2 separate regions of the Sus scrofa genome follow, and region 1 is linked to region 2. Evidence: chromatin contacts called from public Hi-C data. All regions are on one chromosome and are shown on one strand. The core of a region is the stretch at or near the end of the contact, and the rest is flanking DNA. Distances in the headings are between cores, read along the strand shown.

Region 1 (2,700 bases), core at 53-2,552, 73 kb after region 2:
GCAAACCGTCATAAGAAGAGCTGAACACCCAGGAGTGCAAACATCGTCCTGCAGTTTTTCCCCAAAGCTAAACAATCCAACCAGCAGTCTCAGAGCGCTGTACCCACGAGCTAAGCTGTCCTAGTCCTTGAGGCATTTGTGCGGGACAAAAAAGATGCGGTCAGAATCCCTTACGGAATCTGAACTAAAGCTGACTCACGTTAGGACAGTTTCTGGTTTAAGATGCCATTTACCAACACCAGCTCTGCCTAAAAAGCACATGGGAAATCTCCACTCCTTGGAGTTATCCCCGGTGCCAGCAGTCAGTCTACTTGCCCTCTCCTGGGTTCTCCATTTGCAGTGATGACGGAAGGAAAACGCAGCCCAACCTCCCCCCAGCTGCGCGCTCTCTCGGAGCCCAGGCGGAGAGTCTGCAGGGAACCTACCTGGTGCAGCTCATCAGGCAGAGGGGCGGCGGCACTCCACTACCTGCGTAATTTCGCACCAGGCTCCCCGCGGTACCCACTGGGCGGCAGCTCTGGCGGATTGTGGGTGCGGCGCCCGAGAGGCCGCTTATCTGCTCCCGACCACGTGAGCCAACGGCTGGGACCAATCACCAGGCCGCGAGCTCGAGGGCGCGACCAACCAGCGTTCAGCTGGGACTCGAGCCCCGGCCCCGTGGACGTGACTGCGGTAGTGCGGGAAGCGCGGGCGCCGGGGTACCCCTGGGACAGCTGGCCCGAGCCGCGTAACGCGAACCCCGGGCGAGGGGCCGCGGAGGCAACCCCGTGGCGCACGTAGCGGGTGCAAGCCAGAAGAGAAAGCCCTAAACCCTCCCCCGGGCCGGGCGCCAGCACCGCGGGACTGCGGCGCAAAGAGATCCCTTTCGCTTCTAAAGGCTTCTGTGCACGGTAAAATCTTAGTGCAGAACGTTGTGGCTCGTTCCAAATGCATTTGTATTTGAAATTTTTATCTTGTTCATTGCTTGGTGCATCAGCTCATCTTCTCCCTCTCCTTGGCCTGAGCAGTCGGTCACATCTTGGTGTTAACGTGAACCCACAAATAGACTGCCTATCTAACCAGTGTTAATAAACCATATTAACCCTATAAGACAGTAAGGCAGCATTTAATTAAAAGACACTTTGTATTGCGACCATTTCTTCAGTTTTTCTCCCTGGAAGAGAAAACTAAAGCCAGGAATGAAATGGCTTTCTTTTTCGCTCATGCGGCCAGTCAGCCACAAAACCAGTGGTCAATCCAAATCCCTCAATTCTGTTCTGATGTCCTCTGGCAGTGATGTGAAAACCAAAATGTTAAAATATCACACTGCGAGTTTCATGACTCTCCCAAGCCAATTACCCTCTCTGAGGTTTCGTAATTTTGTTTAGTTTGGGGGGGTTTTCGACCATCAGTTACAACCATAAAATTGTATTTCTAAGTCGAGTTTAAATTATTTTTATAAAACCCCTGTCCTTTTTCTGCTCTCTTAGTTATCCAGTAGTCCTCTAAAATGTACAAAATGTACAATGTAAAATGTACAAAAATCTCTGTGTCTTTTAAATCACTCTCAAACAGTAGAATTGTTAGTGGAGTTATTAAAGAAAAGGAAACTCATGCTAAATAGCCCTGGGGAAGGTACTTAATGCTTGGGCTTGATTTTTTTTGAAAGGAAACATCCACCTCAGAGCAGATCTGCTGGCCTCTCAGCCCAACCAAAACTAACTGAAGGGACACGGTCTTTGACACTGGAGTCTAGGCAAGTTCTAGCATCAACTCCTTCACCTGTAAAATGGAGATAGTGAAGTTGTTCTGATAATTAAATGAAATTGTATGGGTGGGAAAACTCAGCATAGTGACTGGTGTGTGTTCAACCTGTGGTGGCTCTCAAGTAAGTGCCCTTGCCTTCAGTTTTAGTTTTTACTCTGCTAACATTTCCTTTAAGTACTTCTCAATGATTAGAATGGTAAAAAAAGGAAGGCACCTTAGGTATCACTGGCTTCAGAGGCTTTATTTCACAGATGAGGCATCTAAAGCTTAGAGAAGCTGAGCTGCTTGCCAGGGGCTGGTTAGGTCAGAGTCAAAACTAGGACACTGAGTTGAGGTTTTTTCTCCTCTACTCACAATCCTATGTTGAGCTAAAGAGTGGCTATTACGAATTAAAGTTATGGGGAAACATAAAGTAAGAATGTGTTGTGATCCTGGAGTTCCTGTCATGGCACAGTGGAAATGAGTCTGAGTAGGAACCATGAGGTTGTGGGTTCGATCCCTGGCCTCACTTCGTGGATTGGGGGTCCCGCATTGCCATGAGCTGTGGTGTAGGTCACAGACGCGGCTCAGATCTGGTGTTGCTGTGGCTCTGGCATAGGCAGCAGCAACAGCTCCAATTAGACCTCTAGCCTGGGAATCTCCATATGCCACCAGTACAGCCCCCTAAAGACAAAAAAACAAACAAAAAAAAAAGTATTGTGATCTTGTTTTAGTGGTAAGATGTGCACACATAGAAAATAGAATATGCTCTACCAAAACGTTAACAGTGCTTACTTTTGGATGGTGAGATTTTGAGTAAGTAAATTTTTCTTTGTTATTTTGTTTTTTGTCTTTTTAAATTTTTCTACAATGAACATGGACTTCTTCTGTAGTTGAGAAACCACTTTTAAATAACTTAAGACTTTCCAATTCCAGGAACGGTATTGGAAGCTTTCACATGCTTCCTGCCTTGAC
Region 2 (2,700 bases), core at 188-2,687:
AGGGAGCACCTGGTCACGAAATTGGCTTCCGTGTGAAACACTAAGTCATGATTAGCCAAATCCATTTGGTCTGCCCTCACTAATCAAGGTTGCTTTAAGACTAACAAGTCCTTCAAGTTGCAGGTAGCCTAAATAATAAGACGTTTGCCGGGGCTGTTTTCCAGAAACTTGGGGACAGCTGTGTCTAGTTGGAGCTGAGCTCGTTAAGATGATGGGGACTGCCGACCCTCCAACCGGGCATGCGCGAGTGCCCGCTGGGTGACCTTTTGAATGTTCCGAGGCCCAAAGCCTAGTTGCACCTGAGCAGAAGGAGTGCTGAACCTTTCCCAATCAGCTTTCCCGCGCTCACCACGCCTCAGAGCGCCCTGCTACTTTATTCATGAGCCTATAAATACCCGAGGCTCCTCAAGTAGGCGGGCTTAAGGTTTTTTCTCTCTTGGCTTGGCTGTTTTGCGAATAATTTCTCTCTTTGTTGCAAACCTTTGTGTGTCAGGGTTTTGGCTTGGGGGCGGATGAAAGAACCTGGCTGTGTAACCACTTCGATGGTTGATCATTCATCACATCACAGAATGAGCCAAGAAGTGACTCCCAAATTTGCTTTCACTGTTCTATGACTCTGTAGCCACCTGGGCTATGTCCATGTGAGGAGGAGAAACTAGATAATGGCTCCAAACACTTGAATATCCCAGTGTCTGCCATAATGTTGGCAAAACCTAGCATGACCAAACGTGAACGTAGCCACGGAAGATTCTGGGCTGTTTAAGTACTCTTTCCTAATCTTTTGATGTAGTTTTCCCATTTCAAAGACCCTCAGCCTAGGGTTGGGCCAGGAAGTAAAAGGTGAGATGCACGTCCTAAGGGAGCCTAAAAACAATGAGAAGCAAAACCGTGGTGGTTCTGAGCCAAATATGGAGTAGGATTCAGGGAATGGGGTGGTCACTGTGGGCTGAAGTGAAAAGAAAGACTTCCCAAAGCTTCTAGGACTTGTGGGCTTTAAAGAGTCAGCTTTAGACTAAAGCAGGAGGGGTAAGAACCGCAGCAAGGCCCCTGTGAGCAGAGATGAAGTCTGTCTATTCAGGGCCCATTAGGGAAACCAAACAGGGCAAAGAAAACCAGGAAATCTGGCTATTAAGTGTGAAGAGGCTTGGGTGGGGGGTGAGTCTTGAAAACAACAGTTTGAGGTTGATGAGCCCCGCCAGCTGTGGGCAGCGGTGTGGCTGGGGTCCAGCTGAAGTGCATAGGGGAAACCAGAGACAAGAATGACTAGGAGAAGCCTCACTCCCATCCCACCCCAGCCCCCAGAAACAGAGACTGGGGTTGGGAGGCTAGAGGGAGAGTCTGCCAGAACTAAGAAGGCGCAGACAGGAGAAGCACAAGTGAAGACAGAAATGGCAGCGCCCCCGGGTTATGCACAGAGGAGAGCTGCAGAGGCCAGGATCATTCTGATTACGAAACCCAAGTTCGCCCTGGTGAAGGCTTGAGCACACACAGCCACATGCCCGGAGGTGGTTAGGAGAGCGCTGGACAAGGTCCCTCCTGGATTTTTGGAAAGCCCTCTAAGGAAACGTCTGTTTCCCCTCCCTCTCTCTTTTGCCCTCTTCTTCCTGGCTTCTGGGGGCTGGGGGTGGGGAGTGGCCACAGTTCCTTCCCTCTGTGCCCCAAGTTCTTGGAGGGCAGACCTACCCACTGGCAGGACCCAGAAGTAGCAAAAATGCCAAAGCACCTTCACCTGCCATTCCCGCCAGCCTATTACAGTGCCTTACCCCCAGAAACCCTTCCAAAGGAGAGGGTCCGATGACATGGGGAGCCCCACTTTCTCTCCACTCCCCAACCTGCTGCTAAACAGCACAGGGGGAAGAAGGGACACTAGCATTTAGGGCAGGGAGGACGTCAGCTCACTGGAACAGCCGGCCTCTATGGCAGAGATGGTGTGTGTGCTGGTTTGTGGCCAGGTGCAGCCAGCACAACCCTTGATCAAGCTTGGCTCATCCCCTCAGAGGGGCAGCCCTGCCTCTTAGGTGTTGTGCATGTGCGTGTGCACACTCATACACACATGCACAGTAACTTGCTTTAGAAAAAATTCTAAACCCCAATGGCTAGGAAGGGACTCTTGGAGCCCTTGATGGGAATTTGAAAACCCAGGTCTAAGAAACCAGCTTTAACCACTTCACTGAGCCATCATCAAACTCAGGAAGCCCTGGTGCCTGGGAAATCCTGCTGGGTCTGAGAGAGAAACAGCTCTGCCTACAGAAGGCATCTGACCTACATAGGCTGAGGTTTCCAAGTTCTTTTGTGCAGCCATCTCCCCCACACCCGAAAAATTTCCTACTGCACACAGTTCTCTATACACTGTGAGGTGCCCCACAAACACTATGCTGAGGGGATGTGGGTTTTCCCGGAAAAGCCTCTAAACCACCAATGGTCTTGGCTGCAAGGCAGCAGCTTCTCCTCTAGCCTTTCATTTGAGTTCTTCTGGTTAACTAGGAGCCCGGGAACAGCCCACACCTGTGATGCAGGCCATGTTTCAGTCAAAACTCTCAAGTAAGGTCCCTTCCCTTGAGAGCTCTTTCCAAGGGGCGAGGGATACAGGACATGACCCATGACTGGAATTTGCACCCAAAGTGCCATTCTCCCTTGAGACGTCCTCCCTCATCCATAGACATGTGCACACTCATGTGGTCATGTGTGTACACGTAAACC

What was found. Hi-C and Micro-C count contacts between places; a contact is called where the count stands out from the background.
Region 1: a Hi-C map of liver shows a contact between it and region 2, with 4 times the contacts expected there. The contact joins the promoter of PPP1R3C here to the enhancer-like site in region 2. A contact is called at or near these places in 2 of 5 promoter capture datasets (liver and skeletal muscle), 8 of 47 Hi-C or Micro-C datasets (liver, mesenchymal stem cells, retroperitoneal adipose tissue and 1 more) and 1 of 2 datasets of contacts at active chromatin or transcription factors (skeletal muscle).

Annotation. Positions count from the first base shown.
Region 1 is chr14:103,277,455-103,280,154 of Sscrofa11.1, forward strand. PPP1R3C (protein phosphatase 1 regulatory subunit 3C) reads right to left here and starts at 1,303. Exons shown (of 2, transcript XM_005671280.3): 1 at 426-1,303. The coding sequence starts at 439.
Region 2 is chr14:103,204,099-103,206,798 of Sscrofa11.1, forward strand. No RefSeq gene overlaps it. Among named protein-coding and RNA genes, the nearest start is that of PPP1R3C, 73 kb to the right of the region's middle. Within about 2 kb of position 1,438, at least 6 of the 83 cell types and tissues checked have an H3K27ac peak or open chromatin away from gene starts, as enhancers often do. A contact at or near this core is called in liver, where this site is marked.